Linked DNA regions of Mus musculus: region 2 is linked to region 1. A link is a contact called in public HiChIP or PLAC-seq data. All regions are on one chromosome and are shown on one strand. Each heading gives the region's core, a stretch centred on a gene start, on an enhancer-like site or on the middle of the called end of the contact. The rest is flanking DNA. Distances are from core to core; before and after follow the strand shown. Region 1 has its middle 160 kb from the start of Gm35567. Region 2 has its middle 110 kb from the start of Tex36.

The links. HiChIP or PLAC-seq counts read pairs in DNA pulled down with a chosen protein or histone mark.
Region 2: an HNF4G HiChIP or PLAC-seq map of pancreatic cancer cells shows a contact between it and region 1. The contact joins two enhancer-like sites. A contact is called at or near these places in 1 of 484 Hi-C or Micro-C datasets (nephron progenitors), 2 of 115 datasets of contacts at active chromatin or transcription factors (embryonic stem cells and pancreatic cancer cells) and 1 of 9 other capture datasets (embryonic stem cells).

Annotation. Positions count from the first base shown.
Region 1 is chr7:133,377,632-133,384,180 of GRCm38.p6, reverse strand. No RefSeq gene overlaps it. Among named protein-coding and RNA genes, the nearest start is that of Gm35567, 160 kb to the right of the region's middle. Within about 2 kb of position 1,665, at least 17 of the 459 cell types and tissues checked have an H3K27ac peak or open chromatin away from gene starts, as enhancers often do. A contact at or near this core is called in pancreatic cancer cells, where this site is marked.
Region 2 is chr7:133,492,044-133,498,130 of GRCm38.p6, reverse strand. No RefSeq gene overlaps it. Among named protein-coding and RNA genes, the nearest start is that of Tex36, 110 kb to the left of the region's middle. Within about 2 kb of position 3,245, at least 27 of the 459 cell types and tissues checked have an H3K27ac peak or open chromatin away from gene starts, as enhancers often do. A contact at or near this core is called in pancreatic cancer cells, where this site is marked.

The DNA of each region.
Region 1 (6,549 bases), core at 416-2,915:
AAAGAAAATATCTAATAATAAATAAATAAATATAAAAAAATTTTAAGAAAAAAGAAAATGTCTCTGCTCACTTGGCCAGCGACTCTAGCACCCATGAGGTCAGGAGAGGTGGTGGGAGGAGGAAGTGAGTTGGACTGAACAATTTCCCTGTGACTTCGAGGAGGCTTGGGTGGGCAAAAAACAAAGAAGGAGGAAATGCAGACGATGCTGGGGAGACATCTCAGGAACTAAAATGCTTGCCTTGTAAGCATGGGGACTGGAGTTTGATCCCCAGAAAACACACACACACACACACAAAGAAGTATAGATAAATAGATGAATGAGTGGATAGATGGATAGATGATAGACAGACAGACAGATGGATAGGGAAACAAAGGAAGAAAGAAAGGGAGGGGGGAAGGGAGAGAGAGAGCACTGGGCATGGTGGTACAGGTTTAAAACTGCAGCACACGGAGAGGGAGACAGACAGATCCCTGGGCCTCTCCAGACAGCCAAGCAGCACAGCTCACTTGTTGAGCTCCAGACCAGTGAGAGACCCTATATCAAAAACTTAAAATGGATACCTTCAGAGGGACTTCAAGACAAGGTTGACCTCTGACCTCCACATGCACAGGTGCATGCATGTGAGCCTGCACGCAGACACACACAAACACACACACACACACACACACACAGTCTCACACACACAATCTCTCTCACCCCCACACACAAGAAAACATGGAAAAACTGGCTAACTGCAAAAGGATTTTGATGAAAAATATTCACTGGAAACAAAAGAACATTGTTGTGTAAGGAATCCACCAGAGAAGGCTGCTCAGACTCAAGTTTAAGCCAGTAGAAAGCCTTTGTCAGTGACCACACCGAGTGCTCAGGATCCCAGTGTTGCCCCAAGCCTTTCTTAGGGGGAGCTTTTAAAACACACACACACACACACACACACACACACACACACACACATCCTGGGTTGACATATTTCAGCTAACAAGAACAGTTAGGTAGAAGCAGAACTATAGAAGCCAAAAAGCAAGGTTAGTACATTTAGAGACTTTCTCAGAACTATGGGCTGTGATGGATTAGGTCTTTGTTCTCATTTTGGCAGGTGTTGCTGCCTCTGTGCTGGGCTCTAAGACTTGAATGATGCTTCCTTCCATCATGGTAGATTGGATTCAAACCCGGCTGCTGGGCACCTACACCGACATGGCATGTCAGGACAGCAATGTCTGAGACATGTTTTGAAATGGGGCTGGTGAGATGGCTCAGCGGTTAAGAGCATCGACTGCTCTTGCTAAGGTCCTGAGTTCAAGTCCCAGCAACCACATGGTGGCTCACAACCATCTGTAATGAGATCTGATGCCCTCTTCTGGAGTGTCTGAAGACAGCTACAGTGTACTTACATATAATAAATAAATAAACAAATAAAAAAAAAAAAAGAAATGGGAACAGCTTCTCTCTGAGCCTGGGAAGTCCAGTATTATTAAATCAGATTACAGCAGTACCAGGAACCATCGTTAGAAAAGCTGATGTGGGAATCTAAAAATGCCAGAGAAACCAGACATCGTGGACTCCTTTTCCTGGAATGAAGTCTCTGAGCACAGAAAGGGTGACACAAGAGTGAGGCCACTGGGTGAGCCTGGACAGGAATGGGGCGTGGTCAAGACATGGCATGCTTTCTCAGCAGGAAACTGCAGGAGAGAGTAAAGGTCTGGATAGGGTGGTGATGAGAAGGGGAAGGGCTGGAGCCAGTAAACCCCAGAAACCAGAGCTTTGCAAGAGGGAGGGCCCAGGGATTGGCAGGGGGTCTCCCGGGTCTTCATTTGTCAGCCTGCTTCCTGGCTCACCTCTACCAGCCTCAGTGCAGGGCTGGGGGACGTTGCAATGAGCAGGATGGGTAAGACAGACACTGGCACAGTACCAGGCTCCAGCCATCATTAATGATTAGCACTTCCTGTGAGTCAGCTAATCACGTCCCCCAGGGAGCTGGAGATAAGAAAGGCCCACATGTTCAGGCCAGAAAATAGGCTGAGAGAGGTGAGCTCCCTTCCCATGCTCATAGAGAAAACACCAGAATCATGAAAAAGGTAGGCATAGTGGCCAAATGCAGGGCCATGCTGTGAACTGCTACACAGGGCAGCCTCCCCGACTGGACAGCAGCAGACCCTACATTAACACCCACCAAGTTTATTTGGGAGTCACATGTCTTTGTTATTTTTTTTAATTTTGTCATTTTCTTTTTTTATTTTATTGAAAATGTTCCTTTCTCATACAATATGTCCTGGCTATCATTTCCCCTCCTTCTGCTCCCCCCACTTCTCCTGACTCCTCCCTCTCTCCAGACCCACTCCTTTCTGTCTTTCATTAGAAAAAAACAGGCTCTTTTCCCCGCCCCCTCACACTACCAAACTATTTCAAATGATCAGAGCACAGTTCTGCCACATTATAAATCCCTTTTTACACTTTATGTGCAACAAAATGATTAAGAATTTTAAGCATTCTTTTATATTCCAATCATATATAAATCTTATTTTTCAATATAAGTTCACATTTCCTAACATTTACATGAACAGTAATTCTATTTATGGATATTGACTGGCTATGTCGTAGAATGTATGTAGATGTCTCTTTAATGCTGTAGTTTTAACAGGGCATCTTAAAATAACAAATGGCATTAACAATTTAAAAGAAAAAAGAAAGAGCAGGCTTCTAAGAGATAACAACCAAACATGACAAGATAAAATTCAATAAGATGAAGCAAAAAATGATCATATTAAAGTTGGACAGGGCAACCCAACAAGAGGAAAAGAGTCCAGAGAGCAGGCACAAGAGTCAGAGACCCACTCACGCTCATACTCAGAGGTCCCAAAAAATAATGAGCTAAGAGCTAACGTGTGTGCAGAGGACCTTGTGCAGACCCATGCAGGGCCCATGCTTGCTGCTCCAGCCTCTGAGTTCAGAGGAGCCTTGCTCAGTTGATTCAGGGGGTCTTTTGCTCCACTACCACCCCCCCAGATCTTACACTTATTCTGCCTCCTCTTCCTCAGGGTTCCCTGGAGTCACACGTTTTTCATGTGATAGAAAGAAGCACTTGGAATATGTTCTAAAATGTCCAAATGTGTCATTGGGAGGGACTATGTGAAGGATCACCATCAGTGTTAGCACCAGCCAAAAAACAAAAACAAACAAACAAACAAAAAAAAACTTGAAACTGAACTAGAGGAAGGTAGAAGTGAGGTATAGGAACATCAACCGAGGAATGGGAAGGAATGGAAGCTGCATTCACACTCATTTTCAGACACACATTCACATCTGAGTGCACATGTGCACCATACATGCACATACACACACACACACTCACAAATATGCACACATACACACAAGCACAAATAAACATGCACATACATCCTGGTACATCTGATCCAAGCAAGCAGTGCTGGAACAATGTTTAGTTCCCACAGTAGAAGCAGAAATGCAAGAAAATGTACTTAGAAATGAGAAAAGGTTTCTTTGCCAGGGACAGATGCAAATCTACAGTAGGAAAGGTCTCAGTGAAAGTAGATGGGGTGTTCTGGGGGATGGGAGAGGGGAGAGGAAAATGGGGGAGGAGAGAAGAGAGGGACAGGAAGAGGAAGGGGAGAAATAAAATGGGTTTTCATGAAAAAACGTTTCATGTTTTCACCTTTGAGCTACTATGAACAATGGCATCATAAACATTGGCTCACAAGCATATATATATATATATATATATATATATATATATATATATATAGAGAGAGAGAGAGAGAGAGAGAGAGAGAAAGAGTTTATGTGAACAGTAATTCTATTTATGGAGATTGACTGGCTATGTCATGGAATTTATGTAGATGTCTCTTTGATGCTGTAGTTTTCACAGGGCATTTGGAATGCATTCTGATATGTTTGTTGCTTGGTTCCTTGGCAACTTTATATTTTATTTTTGTGAGAACCTTCCCATATTGTCTTCCACTGTAGCTGCCCCATTTGGCATCTACCAGCAACGCAGTCAGTTTTTAGCTTCCCCACATCTGCTGACACTTGCCCTAACTCTGAACTCTTTTAACAGTAGCCATCCAAATGGGTATGATGGAGTGGCTGCAGAAATACGAGATTTATGTTCTTCCAAATTTTCTATTTGCATGGTGTCTCATCCATAACCCTGTGTGAGAAACTGGAAATCTACGTTTGCAGAAAGCTAGAAGCGAGAACCAGATTGAGACAGAAGGTCACCATGTGCAAAGCACTTCTTTTGAGTTTACTGTATGTGTGCCTGGAAACCACAATTAGGTGTGGGGTTGCAGGGAGAGGTGGAACTACACTACAAAAGAGGAAACTGAGGCAGGTGGAGCATACACTGTTTGCTAACATGACTCCAACCAGGTTTCACCCACAAGGCTTTAACTCAGTGTCAGATCCCCCCCCCCCCCCCATACCACACTGTAGTTAAATCCCAACATCTAAATACATTCTAGAAATATGGCTTGTACATATGGTACTATGTAAATATTTACATATGGCTTATGTGTACACAAGAGCGCATGCATACTCACACACACACACACACACACACAGAGAGACAAAGAGAGAGAGAGCCTATTCTGAGCCTATAGTAGGCTTGTAGACAAAGTAGCCAACTCCTCTTTTCCTGCATTGGTTGAACTTGGCCAGGCTCCTCAGAGAACCAAACATCAATAGGTTGGGAAACAACAGGAAGTCAGTGGTGGGGAGCAACAGGGGCTATGTGAAAGCATGTTTATTCTTGATTGTGTCAATCACAGTGTATGTAGACATCAAAAGACAGTGCCACCAAACTCAAAGCAGGAGCAGACACTGCTCAGTGCTTTGAGTTTGCTCAGAGAGAAACAGATACTGTTCCCTTACAGACATTCAGCGGCTGCACATTCCACGGGGCTCCAGGTCCTGGGCAAACCCTTGGCTTTTAGCTCCTGCCAGACCTCTCCCAAAATGGTCCCCGATGGCTCTGCTGGCCCTGGCTGATGGCTGAGGGTTAATTTTGCTGCACGTCAGCAGCCTCGGTGGCACCAGCTCCTACAAATTCAGGGAGAATTGTCTTTAGTTCCCTCTACCTGATTTATGAAGGTACTACTTAGCTTCCAGGAGTATAATAAATATTAATTAATTTGCAGTAATCTTACTTAACACTTTTATAGTAGCTTCATAAAGCATAATTAAGATAACAGACCAAAGACTATATCAATACCAGGTATTATTATCTTGCTACATTAATTTTTAAAATACATTGTCTAAGCAATACCTTTAATCAGCCAGTAAGTAGAGCTCGGTCACAGTGCTCTCCGGGGATGCTTCCCAAAGGACAAGGGAGTCGGCATCTTTCTGATTGGGAAACAAAGGTAGAGGTAACGTATCTTCAGTGTTTTTCATTAATTTTGTGTCACCCAATAACCAGATGGGGAGATTAAGACGCAGAGAGGCCAGGCACCTCAGGGGAGAGAGAAGCGGACACTAAAGCTGGAGCCCTTTCCCACTTCTGGAACATTAGGTTCTGGCGTCCTGGTAGACATGGTATTGTCCCACACTGTCCTCCCAACCAGAGGCACTGGAAGCCTCTGAAGAAGGAAATGGACAGACACAGTGAGTGTTTATGTCAGGGATCAAAGATGGGGTGTGATGTGACAGGGAGCAAAGATGGGATGTGATGTGATGGTTGTCCTCGGTGGAATTACAAGTTCCTTTTACAGAACATGGATGCTTAAGGGGGAGGCAACGGAAGGGGGTGGCAAGGGGAGTGTTAGGAATTTGGACTTTATCTATTGCCATGATGTCAGACTGTCACAAGGCACATGATCCAGGCAACTGGTCCTAGTTCACACGAGGGAAGAGGAGACCCGGGTATCCCTGGCAGAGAAGAAAGTGGCATGGGGAAGCTCCACGCTGAGCAGCTCTCAAGGAGAGGCAGGATGCCGAGGATGGAGAAGCGAGGGCTACAGGATGCCCAGCAACTTGTGTGGGTTTGGCCTGGGGGAGCAGCCACAGTGTGCCCAGAGTCAGAAGAAGGAGGAGTGTGTTGGGCAGCCTGACCAGAAAGCAATTGGGATACCCAATTCTGTATGTTCTTCTCCCTCTGGCCCTGGAGAACAACAGCAACGAAGACTGGAGTGGGAAAGAGGAGTGGGAAAGAGAGGGGCTAGGGAATCCTCATAATACACAAGGCTTCACCCTAATCTCGATGCTGCAGCAGGCCATGCAACATATTGAGAGCGCAGACTCTTCCAGGAGGAAGGCAGAGAGGCCCCTAAAACTGCCTCTTACTCTCACAGACTATATAGCAGGGGTGCGTGGGTGTGCGTGCGTGCGTGCATGCGTGCCCGTGCGCATGCGCATGCAGCCAGACATGCTAGCCCACAGGGTTCCTGGCTGTGACTCTCTTCCTCAGACCACAGGTTCCTACCTCTGGGCCCCAGCCTCTACCACCTATAAACAAATGCACTGCACTTCCACTCCCAACAAATCATGCTGATGCCAGCCCCAAAACTGGCTTAGAGATCTGGCCAGGCTGGT
Region 2 (6,087 bases), core at 1,996-4,495, 110 kb before region 1:
AGGTGAACAGATGGCCATGGACTTGGAGATCTGGGTCCTTAGGAACACTCACTCAGAAACACTAGAAACTCTCTTGCCCCAGGCAATTCAAATGCCAGTCAAGCAATGAGTTAGGGGCCCAGAGGACCAGGAAGTAAGTGACATTTAGATGAGAACAAAACTTCCTGGGGGCCCCTCATGGAATTTGGAGCCTCACAGAAGTACAAATTTAGCAGAGGGCTGTAGTAGAGGTGTCTGACCCCCACAGCATCCTTCTACACTGTCCCCACATTAGTGAAATCCATACTATATTAGCCCGGTAACAGAATCAATAGACCCACATTCTCTGAGTGACTCAAAGCACAGTGTTGGGGCCCAAGACCACCTCAGGGTCAGTGCCCTACACCACTCTGGTCCTTAGATGGCTGGATCTCTCCTTATATATATTAACTTGATTCAGCACCCACCCTACAAAGTCCTACAAAGATTAGTGGAGACTAGGCTATGATGGTGGACACAGAGCATGGAGGTGACATCGGAGAAACGGCATGGATGAGGGAAGTGTGTAAATTACATCTGAAACCATCATGTAGAGCATATTGGCCATGTAATTCCCTGGGGTCCTTCTTTTCAGCGGTCTACTTAGGGTTATCATTCTGAAAGGGCAGCTACCTCATCAAAGGAGTGAGTGACAGCTTTCATCATATTCCTCTATCTCCAGATTGATCCTGCTCATGGAAGCCCCTCACTCTAGCATAACTTCTCCCAAATGGACATAAACCATTACGCCAGTGACCTTGACACAGTTCTGGAATCACCTGCACTTGGTTTCTGATGGGATCCTTGTAGTCTTATCTAATATGGAACTCCTTACCCAGTGTATAGTGTATTAGTCAGGTTTCTCGTGAGTAACAGAATTTATAGACTGAATCTCTCTCCCTCTCCCTCTCCCTCTCCCTCTCCCCCTCCCCCTCCCCCTCCCCCCCTCTCTCTCCCCCTCCTCGAGAGTGTGTGTGGGTGTAACGGGAATTTATCAGAATGACATACAAGTTGCAGTCTAGCTAATTCAACAATGGCTGGCTGTGAATGGAAAGGCCAAGAATCCAGTAGTTGCTCAATCCACAAGGCTGGGCATCTTAGCTGGCCTTCAGTCTACACTGGAACCCTGAAGAGGTAGCTTTAATGTCAGTGAAGGAATGGACTTACTAGCAAGGTGAGACCGAGTAGGCATAAAACTTCATTTGTCCATGTCTTTCAGGCTTCCAGTAGGTGTGGCCCAGATTAGAGGTGAAGACCCAGCTCTAAAAATCTGCATCAAAAGTATGGGTCTTTTGCCTCAAGATCCAGATTAGAAATGTATCCTTCTACTTCAAATGAAGTAAGCATCCCTCACAGGTGTGCCTCCTTTCTCAGTAGTTATTTCCAGATGGAGTCAAGCTGACAAGCAAAAGTAGCCATCACACCTGGCGAAGACATCCTTGACCATCAACAAACTGTGCTCAAGAGAAAAATGTGGCCTTACTTTCTCTATCCCAAGCAGGCTTGGGACTCTCCTTTCAGGACAATGCTATTTAAATGTCACTCCCACACGCAGACAGAGGTGTAGTTTGTTCCTAGGAGCACAGATGACTTCTTCCTATGCCAAACAGAAAACCGTGGGCAATTTTAAGTGATGGTCTTCTTCCTCTTTATCCCTGTAGATTTTAGAAACTGTACATAATACACCCATGCTCAGAGCACCCAGTTTCAAACATACAAACACTGGGAGCTGCCAAGAAGTATTCCAGGTCCCGCAACCACCACTATCCCCGCCCCCAGAAGATCAGGAGGTGAGTGACATTTAGATGAGAACAAAACTTCCTGGGCGTCCCACATGGAAAGTGGAGTCTCAATGAAGTAAGGATTTAGCAGAGAGGTGTGGAAGAGGTGTCTGAACCGCACAGCACCCTTCTGCACTGTCCCCGCATTGAGGGAGATGGCATGAACTTGGCCAATCACTGGCTGCCCCTGGGGGAAGGACAAGAACAAATAACCTTGGGAAAGTCTAGTCCCTGAGGCTAGTGGCAGTCACCAATGAGCACAGAAGCTGTGAGTGGCTCTGTATAAATGATGATTGCTTTGGTTCTAAGGAGGGGATGAAGGGGTGATGGGCAGATGGCTTAGTGGGAATTGCACCTGCCACTAAGCCTGACAACCTGAGGTTTCACATAGTGTAAGAACACACACACACACACACACACACACACACACACACACACACACACACACACATGTAATTAGAAAATGCTTACAGTGGAGATCTGGACAGAATACCTTAGATTTACTAAAGGTACTTGAAAGGTTACACATTACTGCAGAGGGAGAAATCCATCTAGGAAGGCTTTCGGGAGGAGGATATGAACAGCTTTTGAAGCTAGTAGAGCAGAGAGGAATGACCATCTTAAGAAGCAAGGGGACTTTGAGACATACAAACCTCCCTCCCCCTGCTCTGCGTAGTTCACATTTTCATTGCTTTCCCAAAGGTTGACTGTCCACCACCCTCCTGTGTCTGGGAAGCAGGAGGCTTGGGCTCCGTCAATGTAGGGACACCCACAGTTCTAACAGGACATGACTTTGTGATCTTCGGTCTGTCAGGAAAATGCATAAAGAAATAAAAATAACAGAGAGGTTAATTAACGGAGCCCACAGGTTTCTTTGTAACCTCCTCCACTTCACTGTGTCAATAATAACCGGAGAGCAGACTTTCCCCAGGATATTCCAGAGCGTGACTAATTGCAATAACAAAGAACACATTTTCCCCATTCTCCGCCCTCTCTGATTTGGAAAATAGATTTTTGCCCTTTTCCAGGTATGTGATGCAAGACTGGTGAGCTGATCCGACTGTGTAGACATGACTAAAGCTCATTTGCTGAGATCTGAGTACCCAAGGGGCTCCTCGATCCTTTGGGGGAACCCACGTCAAGCAACACCCTGCAAATTGTTGCTTGGCTGTGCCAGGAGGCCAGGGAACTACCAGCTGTGACTTCACCAGACAGGACTGCTGGCACAGGACCATCCAGGAACTGTACATGCATGGATTATTTTTTCCCCCTGAAAGCCAATTTTGCTTCTGAGACATTTACATTGTTTCCCTAAAGGTTGTACAAATACATTTGCACATTTATTTCTATCTAGCTGCTGAGACAGGAGGCTCCAGGGATCAGAGGAACTTGGGGGTCTGATGAGGACCAGGCGGTTTCCAAGGCCATGCAGGGAGTGATCGGTGTGTCTGGAACACATTAGGGGCATGTAAGGCAGTGTTTGCCACAGGCCTGTCAGCCCCGAGGACCACAGAGGATCTGCTGTGCATTGATTGTGCGCCTTGGGCGAGGTGCTTGTGGCAGATTACAATAACAACCATAATTTATTTGACCCCCTCTATCTACCCACTGTGATAGTTCCCTGCCAGACTGACCTCGGGCCTCCCTTTGAGTACTGGGATGTTAGCAAACCCACAAGTGAGGGCTTGAGAAGTACTTACACATGGCAACTGCCTGTCTTGTTGCCCCTGCAACCAAGCCACCCACATGTAAAGGGACTCAAGCCAGTCTACTGGGAGGTAAGAAATGCATGGCCAGCTATCCTAGTCATCCAGTTGGTGGCCAGTCAACTACCAGACAGGAATGTGAACGTTCAGGCAACCTGCCAGGTGACCTCGAACACAGTTTCCTAGCTATGATCAACAGAAGGGAGTCCATCTGAGGCCAGCCCACATCCCTACCCCGTAGCATTGAGAGCTGAAGAAGGACTTGCATGGAGTCACACCTTTGTCTTCTCAGACACTGTTCTCAATCGTGGGCTTAGGGCTAAGCCATGTGACTTGCCCTGTCCAGCTCTCAGCTTGCTGCAGCAGCCATCTCAACGCTTTCCTCCAGGCATGGCTCTTCCTTGCTGTGTCTGTGAGGAGGTGGGAACCGCATCTCCTCAGGTGCCCAGGTTCTGCAGTCATGACAGAGCATGACTCTCTGAGAAACCACATGGTGAAGAGTCACCCATGCACCCACAGGGTTTTCACAAAGCTGGCTGCAGCCTTGGAGAGACAGCGCTGTGAGTCAGAGGAACTTTCGGGCACAGCCAGTAAAAGATGGAAGCTTACCTCATCTGAAGAAGGCCTCCATCAGGGCTCTGGTGGCCTACTCACACTTCCGTCTTTTGCAGATGACCCTGTGGGCAGGAGGCTGCATAACCTATTGCCTTTGAGTTGGGCAAAGTAAGGAGTATGCCTGTCTCATCTTTGTTCTGGAATTTGAGGATATTAATGGCAATTGATACTTTAAAGGACTTCAGTGCTCACACAGATGTGGTCTTCCTAGATCAAATCTGGAAAGAGAAAATAGAGACCCAGGAGTCAGTGTTTTGGTGGCACATTAAAAAAAAATGTGTTCTTGTCAAGTTGGTGGCTGTTGCCTAGGGAATCCTAAGTCCAGGTCTTAGATTCTTTGGTTGGACCTTGAGGGCTCTGACCTAACTAAGTGCCGCTAGACTGGGGCTTGGTTGGAGGAAGTATGTGTATAGAAAGAAGAGGGAGCATGTCCTAGCTCTCTCCTCTTCTTCCTCTTCCTCTTCCTCTCCCTCCTCCTCCTCTTCCTTTTCCCTTTCTCTCCTTCTCCAGTATGAACAAATTTCCCTATCACAGTCTTCTACTCTATTTCTGATTGACCCCAGGTGTGAATGTAGCAGAGCCAGCCGATCATAGACTGAAACCATGAGACCTGAACTTTCTCCTGCTTTGTAACCCCAGGTACTTTTGCTTCAACAATGAAAAACAAACACACACAGATTTTTTTTCTTCTTCAGGATCCATAAGACCACTTCACCTGACCTGTGGAGGTGATTCAATAAATACTTGGCAGATGAATGAGTGAATGAATGAATGAATGAATGAGTGAATGAATGAGTGAGTGAGTGAATGTAGTAAAGAGATGCGCATGAGTGTGTTTCTGTCTTCCAGCTCCATACAGGGCTCAGAAGCCTGCTAATGGGGGAGGAAGGTTCCATGCTGTGGAAATTTCTCTGAAAGCTCCTTATAACTTAATTGTGCTTTAGTATGAAGAAGTTCTGCCAACATCCCCTTCCCATGTTCTTCAGTGGCTAAAAAAACGAGAGCTTTGTTCTTCCCTGTGTGGGAGGACTGGCTTGAGCCCCGAAATCTGCAGTTGTGGGAATAATATCTTTTTATGCATTCCCTGTCTCTTCCCTCCCCAGCTATCCTTTCTTCCTTTTGAGTTTTAAGATGTCTTTTATGTGTGCCCCCACAACCCATGCTCCGTGTCAGACCCCCTGGCGGCCCTCCAAAGTTTCCGGCGAGACTGCATTTGCTGTAAACACTTATGAAATTAGTCAGTGGTCTCATTTGTCAATGGCCTCCTTTTTCCACTTACCTTTTTTTTTTTTTTCTGGAGAAAAAAAAATGTTTCTTTCTGTGTGTTGAAGGCAGTAGGAAATGAGAAAGTAACAGCATATCCTTTCTAGACATTTTGACCACAGTGTCTGTGAGTATAGTGGTAAAGGCTTTTCTAAAACAACCATTCCTGGAAATCAGCACGTCACAAAGGAGGGATGCATGCTCTGGTCCCTGAGGTCCGGCTCACCCTCTCCATTAACTTCCCAACTCTCCGAAGCTTGCTTCTTAAGAACTCTGTCCATTTTCCCGGTGAGGTGAAAAGGTGACCGAATATCCCTTCCCTGTTGGGTGTGATCGTGTTTATTTGAGCAAGGACTGATGGACACCACCCACCAGCAGAGGTTCTCTCAGCATCGGGCAGTGGAGCCCTTCTGTTTCAGGGCCGCTATGATCCTTGTACTGACTTACACTCTCTAGGCTACAGGGGAAAGCAGGAGCCAGGCCCTTGTTAGTGAATGGCATGGGGGCACAATTCCAGCACTCACAGGGATGAGGTTGGAGGATTAAAAAAAGTTCCAGGCTAGCCTAGCATACATAATGAGAAGCCATTTTTAAAAAGACAGACAGACAGACAGACAGACAGACAGACAGACAGACAGAGGAATGAAAGAAGTAAAGGGAGAAGGGGAAGGAAGAGAAGGAAAGGATACAGAGCCTCAAAGTAC